2 separate regions of the Mus musculus genome follow, and region 2 is linked to region 1. Evidence: chromatin contacts called from public HiChIP or PLAC-seq data. All regions are on one chromosome and are shown on one strand. Each heading gives the region's core, a stretch centred on a gene start, on an enhancer-like site or on the middle of the called end of the contact. The rest is flanking DNA. Distances are from core to core; before and after follow the strand shown. Region 1 overlaps Lrrc8a (leucine rich repeat containing 8A VRAC subunit A). Region 2 overlaps Nup188 (nucleoporin 188).

Region 1 (3,139 bases), core at 624-3,123:
GTATGTCTGTATGAGGTTGTCAGATCCCCTGAAACTGGAGTTACAGTCATCTGTGAGCTGCCCTGTGGGTGCTGGGAATTGAACCCAGGTCCTCTCAAAGAGTAGCCAGTTCTCTTAACTGCTGAGCCATCTTTCCAGGCCCTCCATATAGTTTTCTAACCAAGAAGAAAGTGTATATTGATTAGAAACCTAAGCTTCCATTTTAGTTCTCTGCCTCCTCTTTTCCATGGAGAGCCTCGCTGCGGTTGGTACAGAGGAGCACACTTTCATATCCTTCCGTGCTCTGGGCCAGCTTTTCCTTGACAGTGCCCATTCCTTCCCATTCCACTGGCCACTTGCCCATCTCCTATGTGCTGGACCCTGTCTCTCTCTCACCCTAGTCTCTTACTCTGTTCATCTCCTCTGTGACTGCGCCCACAGACTTTTCTTTTCAGTAGCAAGTGCTGGAGAGCTTACTACACTGGGTGGGGTGTCTATTCGTTCCCCTTCCCCTCACCCCCAGCCCCAGGCTCTGGCCTAAAACGTGGCACTATGTCAGGAAGGAGTCAGGGCTCAGAAAGGGAAAGCCATCTGCCTAGCTCACTCTCCTAGAGAGCAGCAGAGCCAGCCTGGCCCCAGTCTATTGCTCCTCTGCAGAGCTCAGGGCCTTAGTCCCACCATATTTTCATGGTAGCCTGACTGTGTTAGGAAACTGAGGTAGTATTTTTCCCACTGCAGTCTTGTTGAATGGTCTGGGGAGGGGCAGAAGACTGGGTTCTGTCACTTGCCTTTCAGATCCTTTACCCATATTTTACACTCCCTGGCACATTCCCTGGAGTCTGTACTCCTTCCAGACAGAGAAGCTAGACAGCCTGCAGAGAAAGGTCCTCCTCTCATGCACCTCTCTCATCCTTCCACTGCTCTCCCTTCTCACTCAGGCACGTCCAGGACAGCTGCCAGGTAGGTCTCCTCATTGGAATGGCCCGGGTGTGGATTGGCTGGGCTGCACTGTGCCTGGGTGTGTAGTCTGTCTTGAGCATGTATGCCCGTGTGTAAAATGGGCATGGCGGGTAATATTGAACCTTAGGGAAGAAGCAGAGTGTGTGCTGCATACCTACAGTCCCAGCATTTAGGAAACTGAAGCAGGAGGATTGCTGAGTTAAGGTCAATCTGAACTATATAGTGAAACCATGTCTCAAAAAGAAAAGAAAGGCCCGGCGGTGGTGGCACACACCTTTAATCCCAGCACTTGTGAGGCAGAAGCAGGTGGGTTTCTGAGTTCCAGGCCAGCCTGGTCTACAGAGTGAGTTCCAGGACACCCAGGGCTATACAGAGAAACCCTGTCTTGAAAAACCGAAAAGAAAGAAAAAGAAAAAAGGAAAAAAAAAGAAAAGAAAGATGGAAATGGCCTAGTGGCTAAGGCTCTTGCGCCTTCATTTGGTTCCCATATGAAGTGACTTACAACCGCCTGTTACTCCAGTGTCCTCTTAAGCAGGGCAGTGCTGTATGATCCCAGAGAGACTTAGAACCATGGGGTCCATGGAGATGGGCAGGCACTTAATGACAAAGTTTCTGTTGTGTAAGACAAAAAGGCTGTGCAGTAGCTAGTGGGGACATCTGAGCCACAGCTCTACCTCACAGCACTGGCCAGACACAGGAGTTACACAATGGTTACATTTATGGTAGTTATCTCATCATATCTCAAAGCTAGCCGAGAACGCCATGGGCAGCACAGTGGAGTCTGGACTGGGCCGGTTCCCAGCCTCTGCATGGAGAGCTGCTCCCAGTGTGGGTGCTTACTTCTCTTGCCCCCTGGGCTGCTGGAGGGTACAGCACCTCACCACTCCCTGTAGCTCCAGTCCCTCCCTGAGGCAGGAAGTGGGAGGGGCCACCCTGCTGGCTCTACCCAAGCCACATCCACCTGAAACTGCTGGTTTACCACACCCAGATCCACACCCATCCCTGCCCACTCCCACCCTTCTCTTTGTGAGAGTGCCTCTGTTTCTTACTCACTGTGTGCTGTGGACTGTGTGCTAGAGAAGCATCTGGTCTGGCTCAGGAGGGGGAGGGGAGCAGACCATGCCAGTTCAAACTGCGCCTGTAATACCCCTGCTGTTAGGGTTGTCCTCTACACAAGCCACTCTCAGGCCCAGGCCTCCTCTGGGATCAGCCCACACCTGGCCTGAGGTGGGGTACACTTTGGATGTTCATTACCCTCACAGAGCCCAGCTAAGGGCTACATAGCACCCAGAATGTGCTTTGAGATGGGATGGGAGCAGGTGGATACCGTGAATGGATAGGAGCGTCTCCTTTCCAAGGGAGCTACCAGGTCTTACTGCTCAGAGCCTGGGCTGCTTCCTCTGCGTCTTGGGCCCTGACCACTACTTTGCTGGGCAGCACAGCTGAGCTCGTCTTTCGATAGGAGGCTGGATATATTTCATGAACTGACAGGCTCAACTTTCCACCAGAAATCAAAGTTAAAAAGTACTGTGAAATGGAAGTCACAGCCAGAAACTGACTTGATCCTAGTTGTCTGTCTGTCTGTCACAACCAGTCACCTGTCTCACACCTCCCAGGAGTGAGACAGGGTATCTCATTCCCTTAGGTCCTAAATCTTTCCTGTCCCCTTCTCCAGTCTTTGGCTACCTTGGATGAGGCCTTGGAGCCAGGAAAAATAGTTCCCTGCTGAAAGTCAGCTGTGTGATTCAGCCAGCCCTCCCCACCGCACGCCTGTGCCCCTCTCTCCCAGGAGTGTGGGTGGTGTACAGAGCCAGCTGGTCATTAGGGGGCTGGGGCCTTCCTGTGAGGTAGGCACTCATCCTGGCCCAAGAATCCAGGCCTCACCAGGAGAGCTAGCTGGCTTGGTGGCTGCTGGCCTAGGGCAGGTGTTAGTGTCTGCTGGCCCTGAGGCGACCTAAACAATGGGAACCTAGGAGTGGGGACCCTGAATACTTGCAATAGTCTCTTAAACACCACAAGTATCCGGCACCTCCTGTGCATGGGACCTCAGGCAGGAGGAGGGCAAACTCAATAGAGCAGTGAAGCCTAAGCTTAGCTAGGAGTGGGCTGATGTCTTACTTGATAAAACGTGACATTGGGCAGGTGTTTGGCCTCCCAGAATCTCTGTTTTTCTGTCCACGAAATCGGTTAAAGAAGACAG
Region 2 (2,993 bases), core at 431-2,930, 68 kb after region 1:
CTTTTTTTTTAAATGAATGTTTTTGCATCACTAGTTTCCCTTACTGTGTTACTGTTGTGCTGTAACAAGGTAAACAGGGCAGAGGTCTGCGTCACTGATGAGTGAAGTGTGTGATGTGCATCCTTCCACATAGCTATGTTTAGAGTGCATGGGCCTTTTCTCTTGCTAACTGTCTAGTGTTTCTGTTGCTGTGATGAGCATACAACCAGAGCAACTTGGGGAGGCAAGGGCTGGTTTTCTCTTCCAGTTCATTATCAAAGGAAGTGACACGGAGACCATGGAGAAACTCTGCTTACTGGTTGGCTCCTCTTGGCTTGCTCAGCCTGCATTCTCATACCTGCCCAGGGCTGAGACCACTCACAGTGGGCTGGGCCTTCCAGATCAATTGTTAGTCCAAAAAATGCCTCACAGACTTACCTACGGGCCAGGCTAGAGGGGTATTGTCTCAGTTGAGATGCTTGCTGTATGACTCCAGCTTGTGTCAAGTTGACAGTGTTAGTAGCAGGCACACTAACCCCAAAGGTTTTGTGAGCATGTTCTCTTATGCTAGGACACTCACTGCTTGGTTTCTGAAGGAAAGCCCTGCTGAGGACATGGGAGCATGTGCGCGCAAGTGTGTGCGCGCGCGTGTGTGTGTGTGCGTGTGTGTGTTTATTCTGACTTAATGACTTTTCACCCCTTAAACACTGGAGGTTTCAGGTTTCCTATTTAAACATTTTTCCCACAGAGTCTATGCAGTATGAGATAGGATCCAGCCCTAAAGTGTTCTTCAGAGCACCCATCTTTTTATATACATATAATTCAAATATCAAACTAGAAGAAAAACAGTTTTGCTGTTTTCTGTATGTACATGTTGATACTAGTGAAATATTCCTATATTGTGTTTAGTTTTAGTATTTTTTTTAAGATATATTTATTTCATGTATGTGAATACATGAGTAGCTGTCTTCAGACACACCAGAAGAGGGCATTGGATACCATTACAGATGGTTGTGAGCCTCCATGTTGTTGCTGGGATTTGAACTTAGGACTTCTGGAAGAGTGGTCAGTGCTTTTAACCACTGAGCCATCTCTCAAGCCCAAGTTTTTTTGTTTTGTTTTGTTTTTTTGTTTGTTTGTTTTTTTTTTTTTTTTTTGAGACAGGGTTTCTCTGTATAGCCCTGGCTGTCCTGGAACTCAGTTTGTAGACCAGGCTGGCCTCAAACTCTGAAATCCACCTGCCTCTGCCTCCCGAGTTCTGGGATTAAAGGCGTGCGCCACCATGCCCAGCTCAAGCCCAAGTTTTAGCACTTCAAATTTGATTTAAAATCTTTTTTGGATGGGTTGTTTTATGTGTGTGTGTGTGTGTGTGTGTGTGTGTGTGTGTGTGTGTGTGTGTGTGTGTGTTGAGACAGTGTCTGTTTGTTTACATAGCCCTAGCTATCATAGAACTTACACTATAGACCAGGCTGGCCTCAAACTCAGAGATCCTATAGACCCTCCCTCCTGAGTGCTAGAAGTTAAAGGTGTGCACCAAAGTGCCCTCCTCAGTTTTAGTGTTCACACAAGTCCTTGTAGAAATCACGGACGGAATAATGCACATTTTCTTCTGATACTGTCAGATGTGCTTTCTATACGCTCCCTGGAAGCTCCACCTTGTGGAGAGACTTTGGGGATTGTTTGCTTAGTGATGTCAGAGTTAAAGTAAGTGAAAGTCCATTGCTGATTACACTGACTTCCTGCCCAAGTCATGTGTGGCCCATGAACTGATGTGCAGTGTGGGTTTGGAGGGTCACCTCTGCTCCAGTGCTGTAGTTTATCTCGGGTGACACACCAAAAAGGAGATGGGTCTCACTTGTCACCATTACACATTATTTGGTGTCATATTATAAATCAGACTTAAAAGTTAATAGGTTTGCCGGGCATGGTGGCACATGCCTTTAATCCCAGCACTTGGGAGGCAGAGGCAGGCGGATTTCTGAGTTCAAGGCCAGCCTGGTCTACAGAGTGAGTTCCAGGACAGCCAGGGCTACACAGAGAAACCCTGTCTCAAAAACAAACAAACAAACAAACAAAAAAAGTTAGTAGGCTCAAAGATGTAGAAAATAGATAATCCTTCTAATGACCTGTTTTGTGTGAATGGTTGTTAAGATTTAAATTGGGCTGACAGTGGTAGAGACAGAGACAGGCAGAGTACAAGACCAACCTGGTCTACACAGCAAGTTCTAGGATAGCCAGGGTTAAATATTGAGACCCTGTCTCAAAAGGACGAAGACTGGATTAGCAAGCTGCATGAAAAGGACCACCATCATAGGATCACCATCTGCACTACAGTGGGAATTCTGTCAGACACTGTTGACTCTGTACATTGCTTGCTCTACCCAGTAGAGTCTTGTTGCTTCTTCCACTCCGTCTCAGTGGAATAGTATTCTTTATACAGAGAGCAGTGGTCCAGTGTACAGCTGTGGTGAGAACAGCTTGTACAGCAATGTAGACGGCTAAGATTTGGAAAGACTCAAACATTATTTTGCCAGTTTAGTTCTCCTCGCTTTTAGAATATTCCACAAAGCTAAGTCAAAATGGTAGTCTTTATGGTCTGCCTTAAAATATTTAAAGATCGCCGGGCAGTGGTGGTACACGCCTTTAATCCCACCACTCCGGACGCAGAGGCAGGCAGATTTCTGAGTTCAAGGCCAACCTGGTCTACAGAGTGAGTTCCAGGACAGCCAGAGCTACACAGAGAAACCCTGTCTCAAAAAAAAAAAAAAATTGAAAGATGAACGTGCTCTGTAAACCTTCCTGGCACCAGGGTGATGACTGCTTGGCTAACCATACGTGCCACTTTTGCAGAGCATACTTCAGTACTACAGAGAAAGGGGCATAGCCTACTGTCCTGGCTGTGTGCCCTCTGCTGCTGTCTCCTACAAGGACCAGCAACTACCTCGCTCATCCCTTTGGTCCTCTGCAATCATTATGCATCAGCGTCAGGCCTTCATACATAATACTGCATTGAA

Evidence for each region. HiChIP or PLAC-seq counts read pairs in DNA pulled down with a chosen protein or histone mark.
Region 2: a contact with region 1 is called in an HNF4G HiChIP or PLAC-seq map of pancreatic cancer cells. The contact joins two enhancer-like sites. A contact is called at or near these places in 1 of 39 promoter capture datasets (macrophages), 1 of 484 Hi-C or Micro-C datasets (nephron progenitors), 2 of 115 datasets of contacts at active chromatin or transcription factors (embryonic stem cells and pancreatic cancer cells) and 2 of 9 other capture datasets (adipose tissue and pancreatic islet).

The regions. Positions count from the first base shown.
Region 1 is chr2:30,250,003-30,253,141 of GRCm38.p6, forward strand. The region is part of intron 2 of Lrrc8a (leucine rich repeat containing 8A VRAC subunit A); the gene reads left to right. Among named protein-coding and RNA genes, the nearest start is that of Lrrc8a, 14 kb to the left of the region's middle. Within about 2 kb of position 1,874, at least 219 of the 459 cell types and tissues checked have an H3K27ac peak or open chromatin away from gene starts, as enhancers often do. A contact at or near this core is called in pancreatic cancer cells, where this site is marked.
Region 2 is chr2:30,317,776-30,320,768 of GRCm38.p6, forward strand. The region is part of intron 15 of Nup188 (nucleoporin 188); the gene reads left to right. Among named protein-coding and RNA genes, the nearest start is that of Gm39780, 20 kb to the left of the region's middle. Within about 2 kb of position 1,681, at least 8 of the 459 cell types and tissues checked have an H3K27ac peak or open chromatin away from gene starts, as enhancers often do. A contact at or near this core is called in pancreatic cancer cells, where this site is marked.